3 separate regions of the Danio rerio genome follow, and regions 2 and 3 are each linked to region 1. The links are chromatin contacts, called in public Hi-C and HiCAR-type maps. All regions are on one chromosome and are shown on one strand. The core of a region is the stretch at or near the end of the contact, and the rest is flanking DNA. Distances in the headings are between cores, read along the strand shown.

Region 1 (3,513 bases), core at 273-2,772:
CTATGGCTGGAATTTCTTAAACTGTAAAATATTCAACCTTACATTTACAGTAAATTACTGGCTAATAATTTCATTACTTTCACTGTAAGGTACTGTGGGTAAATTCACAGTAAATTACAGGAAGGTAGTACAAAATACCAGTATTTCTAAATACCAAAAAGGGCCTGTACTAGCATAAAAGTTCATGTGTGTTCATTTCTATGTTGAATAAAATCAAGTTTGTAGGAATTCCTATAACTAACATGTAAAAGATATAGCCCTTTTTAATGGTAATTTGCTGTAAGAAAGAAAAAAAAAAAGAGTTAAGTCTTGTAAAGTGATAATAATGTGATTTACTATGCAAAATTACAGTAACATATTGTGACATTCTGGGAATATTTTACAGTGTAGGGCACGCAAATCACTAAATCTTCCCCTGCTAATGATATTAACCTTTCAAGGCTGCTTTTATTCCAGGATTTCTCCACAAGGAAAGAAATATATAATTTATATATTTCCTTAATCTATTGAACATCCTCACTTGGGAAATATTTAAAAAATTCTAAACCTTTCATAAAATTTACTTTAAGTAACATTTATTTCGATAAATGATACCTGAACACCAAATATTACATATTAGAATGATTTCTCAAAGATCATACAACACAGATCAAGACTGATGTAATAGCTGCTGAAACATTACATGTATATTTGAATAAATCAAGATCAAATTTGAAATGAAAAGACTGATTTTGAAGATTTCTAAACACTCAAACAAGTTTGTGAATGCTTTTGGTGGAAAATTTATATTATATAACATGGATATTTAAAAAATAATATCGAAATATTTTTGTAAATGTGATAAAAACACTATTTGAAAAAGTAGTAACATCACATGCCAAGCATAATACTGGAAGACCGTAATGGTCGGCCACTAATTAAAATTGTGAATGGGGTGCAGTTTGTGCCTGAAATCTGCCTTTCTGTCTGTTTGTCCTTATGCCCTCCTCTCTCCATCAGCTCACAGATGGGCCACAACAACCTTCTGTTCCAGCAGCAAGATCCCAACAAATAATGAGAAAGAGAAACAGGTAGAGAAAGGGGAACAGAAAGAAGAAATTAAAGCGAGGTGAGCAGAGAGAAGAGAGAGAGAGGTGAAGGGACAGAAAAGCAGACTGGAGTCTCACTGCCTTGTGACCAGAATGAAACAGAAAGCCTCAGGCAGATGTAAAGAAGAAAAGGAGGGAGGAGGGTGAAAGCGGAAAAGAGGGGGAGTCAGCCTGAGAGTAAGAGGAAGGTAAAACGACTGAAAGAAATAAATAGAGAGAGAGAGAGGAGGGGGGAGACTGAAGAGTGTTGATTGGCTTGTATGAAAACACATGACTGCAGTGGGGAGCCTCTTGCTCAGGGTGAGTGGCTCTGCTTCAGACCAAACCACATTAGATGAAATGAATCCATTCCCCAGCCTGTTAAAGGAGTGCGAGCCTCGCTTCCGGAGAGAGAGAGAGAGAGATAAAGGAGGGGCGGATTGAGTGGCAGGAGAGAATGGGGGAGAAGGAGAGGGAAAAGAAAGAAGGAGAGATGGGGGCAGGAGGAGGCCAGCACATACACATATGGTGCCTGAGACACTCTGCTCTGGAGATTACGGCACATTTTAGGTCAGGACAATAGAGAGCAGTGGAGAGCCTTTACGCTGCCGTTGTGGACTCACATAACAAACACTGCCTTGTGCTGGTCTGCAGGGGCCACTGTCCAGCTCACCGCTTCTACACTCACACACAAATGAGGAAAATGAATTGAGAGGGAGAACAGTATATGGTCATGTGCTTGGTTGTCTGTCATTTTTAACTTTGTTTTTGAGATTCAGCTATAGGTAAAGTTATATGTTGTCTGGTAAAATAGTTAAGGGCAAGTTTGAGTGTGTGTGTGCTTATACGCTGTGGCTTGGTAAACGATGATATGCTCATGGATTATGTTTTTAAATGAAATATTACATTCTCAGATAAATGGAACAAAAGCTTAATGTTTTCAAGTGGTACTTATATATGTAACAGTTCAGCGAAATCATTAGTCCAGCTGTGAAACTGTCATTCTTTTTCCAAAAATCCCCAAGTGCTGTATATAAGAGATAAGTTGAAAGAACACTTTTGTGTGTATCTCCCTGCGTTCACATGGGTTTTCTCCGGGTGCTCCGATTTCCCCCACTGTCCAAAGACATGCGGTACAGGTGAATTGGGTAGGCTAAATTGTCCGTAGTGTGTGTGTGAATGTGTGTGGATGTTTCCCAGAGATGGGTTGCGGCTGGAAGGGCATCCGCTGCGTAAAAACTTGCTGGATAAGTGGGCGGTTCATTCCGCCATAACATTTATTTAGATAAACAATTCTTTAGATAAATGTTTATCTAAAGGTAACATTTATTCAGATAAATGATTTAAGATCATACAACACTGGGCATCAAGACTGAAATAATAGCTGCTGAAAAGTTACCTTCAGTTGAAGTCAAAATTATTAATCCCCACTTTTTTTTTTCTTTCTTTTTTTTGTTTTATATTTCCTAAATGATGTTTAACAGAGCAAGGAAATTTACACAGTATGTCTGATAACATTTTTTTCTTCTGGAGAAAGTCTTATTTGTTTTAGTTTGGCTAGAATAAAAGCAGTTTAAATTTTTTTCAAAAAATTTTAAGGTCAAATTTATTTGCCCGTTTAAACTATATATTTTTGCGAAAGTCTACAAAACAAACCATTATTATACAATAACTTGCTTAATTATCCTAACCTGCCTAGTTAATCTAATTAACCTAGTTAAGCCTTTAGATGTCACTTAAAGTTGTATAGAAGTGTCTTGAAAAATATCTAGTCAAATATTATTTACTGTCACCATGGTAAAGATAAAATAAATCAGTTATTAGAAATGAGTTATTAAAACTATTATGTTTAGAAATGTGTTGAAGAAATCTTCTCTCCGTTTAACAGAAATTGGGGAAAAATAAACAAGGGGATAATAATTCAGGGGGGCTAATAACTCTGACTTCAACTGTATATATTCAAAAAAATCAAAATTCTGACTCTTTCTATTGTAGCTCAAATTCCAAAAAAGACTTTAAAAACATTAGAAAGGCTTCATTTTTGAAACAATAGTACAAGTATGTGAATGTTTTTGGTGGTACTACAGGTGAAAGATTGTGACAGTAGATGTGAGCAGAAGGCAGAATATGGTGTCAAACGCACTTTCAGTTGACTCTCTCCTCTCTGCTGTTCAGCTGTGGTGTTCAACAGGTGCAGAGATTCGTCCCTCTGTCTTCTCTGTGCAGGCGCTCTGACCTATAGCACGACCGCTCTCTGATCAGCCATGCTGAACCCAAGCAGGTTCTGCTAGGCTCATACGATACACCCACAGAACGCCTACAGTCATTCACTGACCCACGAGGCATACTGTGAAATCGGCAGTTTCAATCTGGTTGGCTGGTGCTGCGTAATGTCCAGAAGTGCACCTGGAAATGAAGATGAGTTTAATAAGATGTTTTGATTTGA
Region 2 (3,513 bases), core at 283-2,782, 250 kb before region 1:
ACCCTTTCACATATACAGTTTTATTTCACTAATTTAAAATATACTAATACTATTTTAAATAAAAATTTAACATTTAATAAAAATACTAATTTAATCACTAATTTAAAAAAAATGCTTTTAGTTAGTCAGCTCTGAGATGACTGTGCTGTCTCAAGTGAAGAATTTATGCATCAGTTTACTTTTCCAGTTCCCCTAAGGAATATGTCATTGTTTTTGGTGCAATCCCTGGTTGAGTGTTATACCTTTAGTCAAATCTGGCCATAAAGGTTCTTTAGAATGTTTGATTTTTGACAACACCAAAACTCTTCTTAGTTGTATGTCAAACAAAGATATTTGCTTCGTTATTAAAAGTTCTCAGATCTCTTTACCTGCTTGCATAGGGGTGTGGAATCATATATTTAATGACATTGGGAACAGTTTTGGCTTCTTTGGAAAAACATTGTCTTTATCTTCTAAAGCTGTCGAAGTCTCAATCAAAATAATTCCTAATTGCTACCCAATAGATACCAAACTAGCTAAATTTAATAACGATATTTTCCCTGAATACTCATTTTGTACTCAATATGACGAAACACTAAATAAAGTTTTTGGAAGTGTACATAATGTAAAGTGTTTTGGGTTGATTTTTCCAATTTAATTAAATAATTTTTATTTCCAAACTTTTGTATATCCCCAAAAATTGTATCGTTTGGTTACTCTCTGAACTTAAACCCTTCTCATTGTGAATTTAATATTAATTTATTGCTTTTTCTGGATACATTTTACATGCATAAATGTAAATTTTCACAGGAACACCCTTACTTTTTTCCGTTCAGTGCTCCGGTTCAAAAGACATGTGCTATAGGTGAATTGGGTAAGCTAAATTGTGTGTAGTGTATTTGTGTGAATGAGTGGTTATGGATGTTTCCCAGTGCTGGGTTGCAGCTGTAAAGGCATCCGCTGCATAAAACATATGCTGGATAAATTGGCGGTTAATTTCGTTGTGGCAACCCCAGATTAATAAAAAAGACTTAAGACTCTAATATTTATATTGTATCTAAATTCTTTCTTGGTTTAAATCATTTAAACTTGTTTAATTTGCTGGCATTTTATTTATTTAAACCTTTTTGTCTCTGCTAAAATTGTATCTTTGTACGTTCTTTATTGCATCAACAATCTCTGTCTCTATAAATGCCTCAGATCTGCCACTAAGCGGCGCCGTTTGCCTTGTTTTAGCGCCTTGACTCTTTGCAATAATCAGTCACACATACCACACACAAAAACACATTCCCTGTGGTGAGGCTGATTCAATATTCCACCAGCTGATTTATGCAGAACAATTCTCCACAGGAATGGCTGGAGCCAGGCAGAGGAGGGGGTAAAACATCTCAAAAAAAGACTGTGGTAAAAATAATTATCTCTGGTGTCACTGTAGCAACAATCTTTGAGGCTGATGTCAATGAAATATTGAGCAGCACAATCACTTTGAATGTGATCTGAGGAGGGCTGGCGGTGGGTCAGGCAGAGCCACAGGAGCGCGCTTAGAATCTTCCGGAAACGTGGGCTGAATGCAGAGCGGCCGCGCACCACTGTCTGCAGTCATTTAATATGTCAAAACACTCCCGCTTCTCCTCGTCCGCGAACCTGGCGTCTGCCAGTTTGCTTTTTCTAAATGAATGTCACGTCTGTGAACGATATATAATTAATATCGCGTTGAATTATTTCTCCATCTCATGTTCTTCCATGTTTCTTTGTGTGTGCGGCGTGTTTTTCCTTGCGCGCGTTGTTGATCTTCACGCGCTCGAGCGTTGAGTTTGTCGTGGTTTCGTTGGAAAGTGCAGAAATTCTCCTTCACTGGCTGCTGTTTAACCTGCTTAAAAGCAAGTGGTCAGCAAAATGTTTCTTTTTAGCACCGTCATCACATTGACCACGACCTTTTAAAGAGATTTGCATAGAAACATGGGTCTTTGCTGACAAAGGATGCATGCAGATTGCTCTCTTTAAGGTATAAAGAGGTACAGGTATTGCTCAACCTCAGGAGAACTTCATTGAACAACACCATTATAGTACAAGTGTGATGTCTGATTTTTTTTATTGCCTGAATTTAACAAGCTTGTTTTTTCCCTTTCTCGCTCTCCCTCTCTTTCTCTCTCTCTGAAGTAAAACTGAGCTTATGACATACTTTACTTTGACCAACTCTTAAGTAGGTCGATTGAGTTGAGGCGTCCTTGATGTCTGTCTCTGTGCGGTATGAAGAACAAAACATGAGGTCTCCTTGACTTTCTTGTACTGTATTTTCAGTTACAGAAACATTTACTGTTCGTCGGCTTGTGATCTTTCGCTTGCTTTTTCAGATACATAACTACAGGTAGGATATCTGTTGGGTATTTTCTTAATATATGATCAGTCATCTTGAGGTGCACAGTGAAAGGTAGTTAGGCCTCATGGTAAACTTTAAAGCATAGTTAATCCAAAACAGAAGCCTGGAGAGTGACGTGGTTTCACTTTGTTGACCTAAAATGGAGATATTTTAAAGAATGAAGTAAGTACACTTCCAGAATTTTGAAAAATACCACTAAACTTAGTGGTTTATGGTTTTGAATAGCATTTAATATGTTCTTTAGTGTTCAGCAGATAAAACCAACTCAAAAAATGGAATAAGTGGAGGGTAAGTAAATGATGATAGAAATTTTATTTTAATGCCTTTAGTCTGTCTTCTTAAAATTAAGTGAACTACAAAAAACAACACCATAGCTTTGAATGAAATATTTTTGCAACAATGTAAAAGTCATAACTTTTGATTGTTAATTTTACATTACAGGGTGTCCACGGGGTCTTAAAGTATTAAAAGTTGATAAATCAAAAATGAGAAGGTACCTTAAAAGGTGTTAAAAACTCTAAATCATGTTTTCACAAGGTCCTAAATTTTGTTCAAGTGTTGTCTAAAGTGTTTGACTCCAAAAAAGCATAAACATATTTCTTTTTTTTCCTAATGTTGGTTCGAGCCTCGGTTGGGTCAGCTGGCGTTTCTGTGTGGAGTTTGAATGTTCTCCCTGCGTTCGCGTGGGTTTCCTCCGGGTACTTCGGTTTCCCCCACAGTCCAAAGATATGCGGTACAGGTGAATTGGGTAGGCTAAATTGTCTGTAGTGTGTGTGTGTGTGAGTGAGTGTGTGTGGATGTTTCCCAGAGATGGGTTGCAGCTGGAAGGGCATCCGCTGCGTAAAACATGTGCTGGATAAGTTGGTGGTTCATACCGCAGTGGCGACCTCGGATTAATAAAACTAATGAGACTAAGCCGAAAAGAAAAAGAATGTATTTTCCTCCTAATATTAACAACGGCATGCTTGATCCATGCGATTTGTTTCGGGCCGGGGCGTGTTTGACCAAACTCCACCGTTCGGTTGATGTCACGTAATTTGAAACAAACACAGGAAGGTGATGTGTCGCTTTCCACATATAGGGAAACGCACATAATGCCACATAATGGCAAAACGGGAAAATGTAAGTTTGCGTACTCCTGGTTGGAGAAAGAT
Region 3 (3,513 bases), core at 621-3,120, 160 kb before region 1:
ATATATATTTCTAAGTTTTTTGCGTTCTCTCGCAAAGTTTTGCGTTCCCTCGCAAAGATGTTTTGCGTTCCCTCGCAAAGATGTTTTGCGTTCCCTCGCAAAGATGTTTTGCGTTCCCTCGCAAAGATGTTTTGCACTCCCTCGCAAAGATGTTTTGCGTTATCTCGCAAAGATGTTTTGCGTTCTCTCGCAAAACTGTTTCTCCACAAACACTTTCTGTTCACTGCACTCACGTAAACCCTCCCGTTTTTGCTGAAATTCTCCCATATTTTACCATTCTATCCCACTTTCTTTACTGTGCGCTGATTGTCGCCTTTCACTTTGCAACCTCTGAACCAGTGAATGCATGTTTAAGCGCTGACTGACAGACGCGCTCCATACAATAAACTGATCCCAGATCAGCGTCTGTACGCGCCATTTAAAGGGACACTTCTGTTATCAAACAAGTGCGCAGCAAATGAATCTCATGTTTTGTTTAGTTTGATAACAGAGGTGTCTCTGTAAGAATGCACAGATCTATAATGAAAGCAGTCCATTATTTTAGAAACTTCATATTATTCAGTGTATTTGTCTGTTTAAACATACACCCGCTCCTCTGTAAATGGCGTGTACAGACGCTGATCTGGGATCAGTTTATTGTACGAAGCGCGTCTGTCAGTCAGCGCTTATACATGCATTCACTGGTTCATAGGTAGCATACGCACAGTAATGTAAAGAAAGTGGGATAGAATGGTAAAATACGGGAGAATTTCGGCAAAAACGGGAGGGTTTACGTGAGTGCAGTGAACAGGAAGTGTTTGTGGAGAAACAGTTTTGCGAGAGAACGCAAAACATCTTTGCGAGATAACGCAAAACATCTTTGCGAGGGAGTGCAAAACATCTTTGCGAGATAACGCAAAACTTTGCGAGAGAACGCAAAAAACTTAGAAATATATATTTTCCTCCCACCCATTTTTTTTCTTTCACCCATTATTTTTTTTTCACCCACCCATTTTTTTTCTCCTCCACTACGTCCCTTCCGGGGTTCCGTACCGTTGCTTTTATTTAGAACATGATTTAAATCGCTCTGATACTTAATCTGGCAACTTGCGCTTGCATTTGTTTTGATCCAGGAGTCCAATACCTAGTTCAACCACTCTGTCAAACTTGCATTCTGAATCTTTAAGAATTGTATTATTTCCATTCATTTTAAATAAGTAGCTTGAACAAACAGCAAACGTAGTTTTTTTTGACAGTGTATTGCTTCAGTTTAGCAGATTTCTATATTTTTGTTCATACATTTAAATAGCTTTTAGGAGAAGAATTTGATGCAGATTGTGTTCTTCAGCCCGATTCAAAGTTTGGGTGGTTTTTATATTGCTTTGAGAATGTTGTTGCTGTGTCTGTAACAGAAAAAGAAAGATGCATTGACTTCATTTAACTTTTTGAAAGCCAACATCTTTCTGTGATTGCATTCATATTGCAGCTTCATAACTTGTAAGATGATTTTTTTAACTCTGGATTTGCAGGAAACACTGGTATGGTGTAATATCTTATTAATCTTGCATAGTATGCTGTTAAAATGGCTCATTTTCTTTACACTGAGCAATTTTCCATAATCATTTAGTCCTGTCACATACATATCATCCTGATTTTCCATGTTTTTGCTTAAAACCTGTTATTATCCGTATTCTTTGGTGTCAAAATCCGAAAAACCGCACGGCCCAGAGCTTTCTTTAGCACTTATTAACCGTTGGAGGCAGATCTCACAATGAAAATGTATTCCATCTGAGAACACACCTCTTGCTCCACAAATACACTTCATGCATCACAGCCTCCGTGCAGAGCTCATGAGGTGACAGCTGTAGGCAACAGAGAGACGTTCATGGAGTGCTAGTGCAGACTCGGCGCCAGATAGAGCATGATAAATCCAGAGCCGTGTAAGTGTGTTTGTCTGTGCGTGTATGTCCAGGCTCAAATTGGCATGCAATGGCAAGCACCACTTCCCAGGTAAGTGCTGTGTGCCCTGGCTCTTAATGACTGTTTCATAAGCCACGCTCTTGGTGGCCACTATATGCCCTCCCCTCTCGTTCACCCCTGCGGTTCTCCAACCAGACTGCTTCACACGCTTATGAGCTCATGTCTTTTAATTTCTCTACCTGGGCTGTTCAGATAAAGAGCCATATTAGAAACCCCAGAGTGCAAATATTGTAAAATGGCAGGAGCGGTGTAGTGCAGGGCTTTGCTGTATCAAACAAAAAGTCCTAAATAAAGAAGCAAAAACAAAATAAAAAGTCTATCGTTTCATATTATGCTCTATTGGCACAAAATACATTGTTTACTGTAATGCTTAATACTACTAGCTGTGTATAAATTGACAGGATAAATTTACAGTGTGCTTCAGACTTGTCCATTAATAAAACATGAACAAACGCATAATGAACTCGAGTATTTTTATAATCTGACATTTTTATTATCAGACATTCAAGAGTAATATTATTTACTGTACTGAAACAAGTTCAGCCTCAAATAAAATAAAATCTATTCAAGTTTTATAGTATAACTGTATAAAAATCAGTAAATAAAGAAATATAAACAAAGAATATGAATAATATAGAAAAATTACATATCGAAATGTGAAATTCAGAAGCATTTATGAAAAGCAAAATAGTGTTACCCTCTTTTTTGCTGCTCTAAAGGCTGATTTATACTTCTGCGTTGAGTGATCAGTGTGACGCATGGCGCTTGTCTTGCGCGTAGTCATGCATTTATACTTCTGCGCGCTATTATTCCGAAACGCAAGCTGGCAGTTGGTTTTTATGTTCCTCTGTGTCAAGTTTCTTCGCAAACTCAAACTTGCTATTATAAGGTAAACACAAAACAAAAGTCTCCATCTGGAGATCCTTCATGTGACGCGACACTTGTAAACAAACGCTCCATCAGGCTTGCGGCTCTCAGCACCGGCCATGTTTGTTACAATCACCAAGCTGACCTTTCACAGAGCTTGCACTACACATAGTTGCACTACACAGAAGTATAAATCAGCCTTAACAGTGGTTGTTGTTTTATTTTTTGTGTTGGACCTGTAATCATTATTAAAATAAATCAAAGTTTTTTTTTTATTTTGTTAATATTTTTGTACCCATTTCTACATTTTTTTAATCAAACCTTTGCTTCAAATGGTTTTAATTAAACATTTGGTCCAAGCTTTTGATAAATTGAGAATTATGATCACATATGAATAAGTACATTTTCTGAGTAAATACTTTAAATTGTACGAAAAAATTTGGCCCTTAACATGTGGTATAAATTAGTAAATATTAGTGTTTCATGATACTGGAATTCGGTACCAGTGGCTACTCAATTTAAAAAACAATTTTTTATTTTTTTTTGGCTAACATTTGAGCACTGTTGAGCGCGTTTTTAAACACTGCTGATTTGTCATTGGGTTCACATGCTCAACAGAAATGTCTGGGATTGGTCATAAAGGTCATCAGTTCACCAGACTCACCGCTGTTTACTAATTGGGGACAG

Evidence for each region. Hi-C and Micro-C count contacts between places; a contact is called where the count stands out from the background. HiCAR-type assays count read pairs that join an accessible place to other places.
Region 2: a HiCAR-type map of caudal fin shows a contact between it and region 1, with 8 times the contacts expected there. The contact joins two enhancer-like sites. A contact is called at or near these places in 3 of 18 Hi-C or Micro-C datasets (caudal fin, hematopoietic stem cells and an unstated tissue) and 1 of 4 datasets of contacts at active chromatin or transcription factors (caudal fin).
Region 3: a Hi-C map of an unstated tissue shows a contact between it and region 1, with 2.1 times the contacts expected there. The contact joins two enhancer-like sites. A contact is called at or near these places in 2 of 18 Hi-C or Micro-C datasets (hematopoietic stem cells and an unstated tissue) and 2 of 4 datasets of contacts at active chromatin or transcription factors (caudal fin and embryo).

Annotation. Positions count from the first base shown.
Region 1 is chr13:33,880,244-33,883,756 of GRCz12tu, forward strand. It overlaps a transcript of zmiz1a not described here. Among named protein-coding and RNA genes, the nearest start is that of zmiz1a, 19 kb to the right of the region's middle. Within about 2 kb of position 1,523, at least 48 of the 62 cell types and tissues checked have an H3K27ac peak or open chromatin away from gene starts, as enhancers often do. A contact at or near this core is called in caudal fin, where this site is marked.
Region 2 is chr13:33,632,504-33,636,016 of GRCz12tu, forward strand. No RefSeq gene overlaps it. Among named protein-coding and RNA genes, the nearest start is that of rps24, 13 kb to the left of the region's middle. Within about 2 kb of position 1,533, at least 39 of the 62 cell types and tissues checked have an H3K27ac peak or open chromatin away from gene starts, as enhancers often do. A contact at or near this core is called in caudal fin, where this site is marked.
Region 3 is chr13:33,723,896-33,727,408 of GRCz12tu, forward strand. It overlaps a transcript of zmiz1a not described here. Among named protein-coding and RNA genes, the nearest start is that of rps24, 100 kb to the left of the region's middle. Within about 2 kb of position 1,871, at least 10 of the 62 cell types and tissues checked have an H3K27ac peak or open chromatin away from gene starts, as enhancers often do.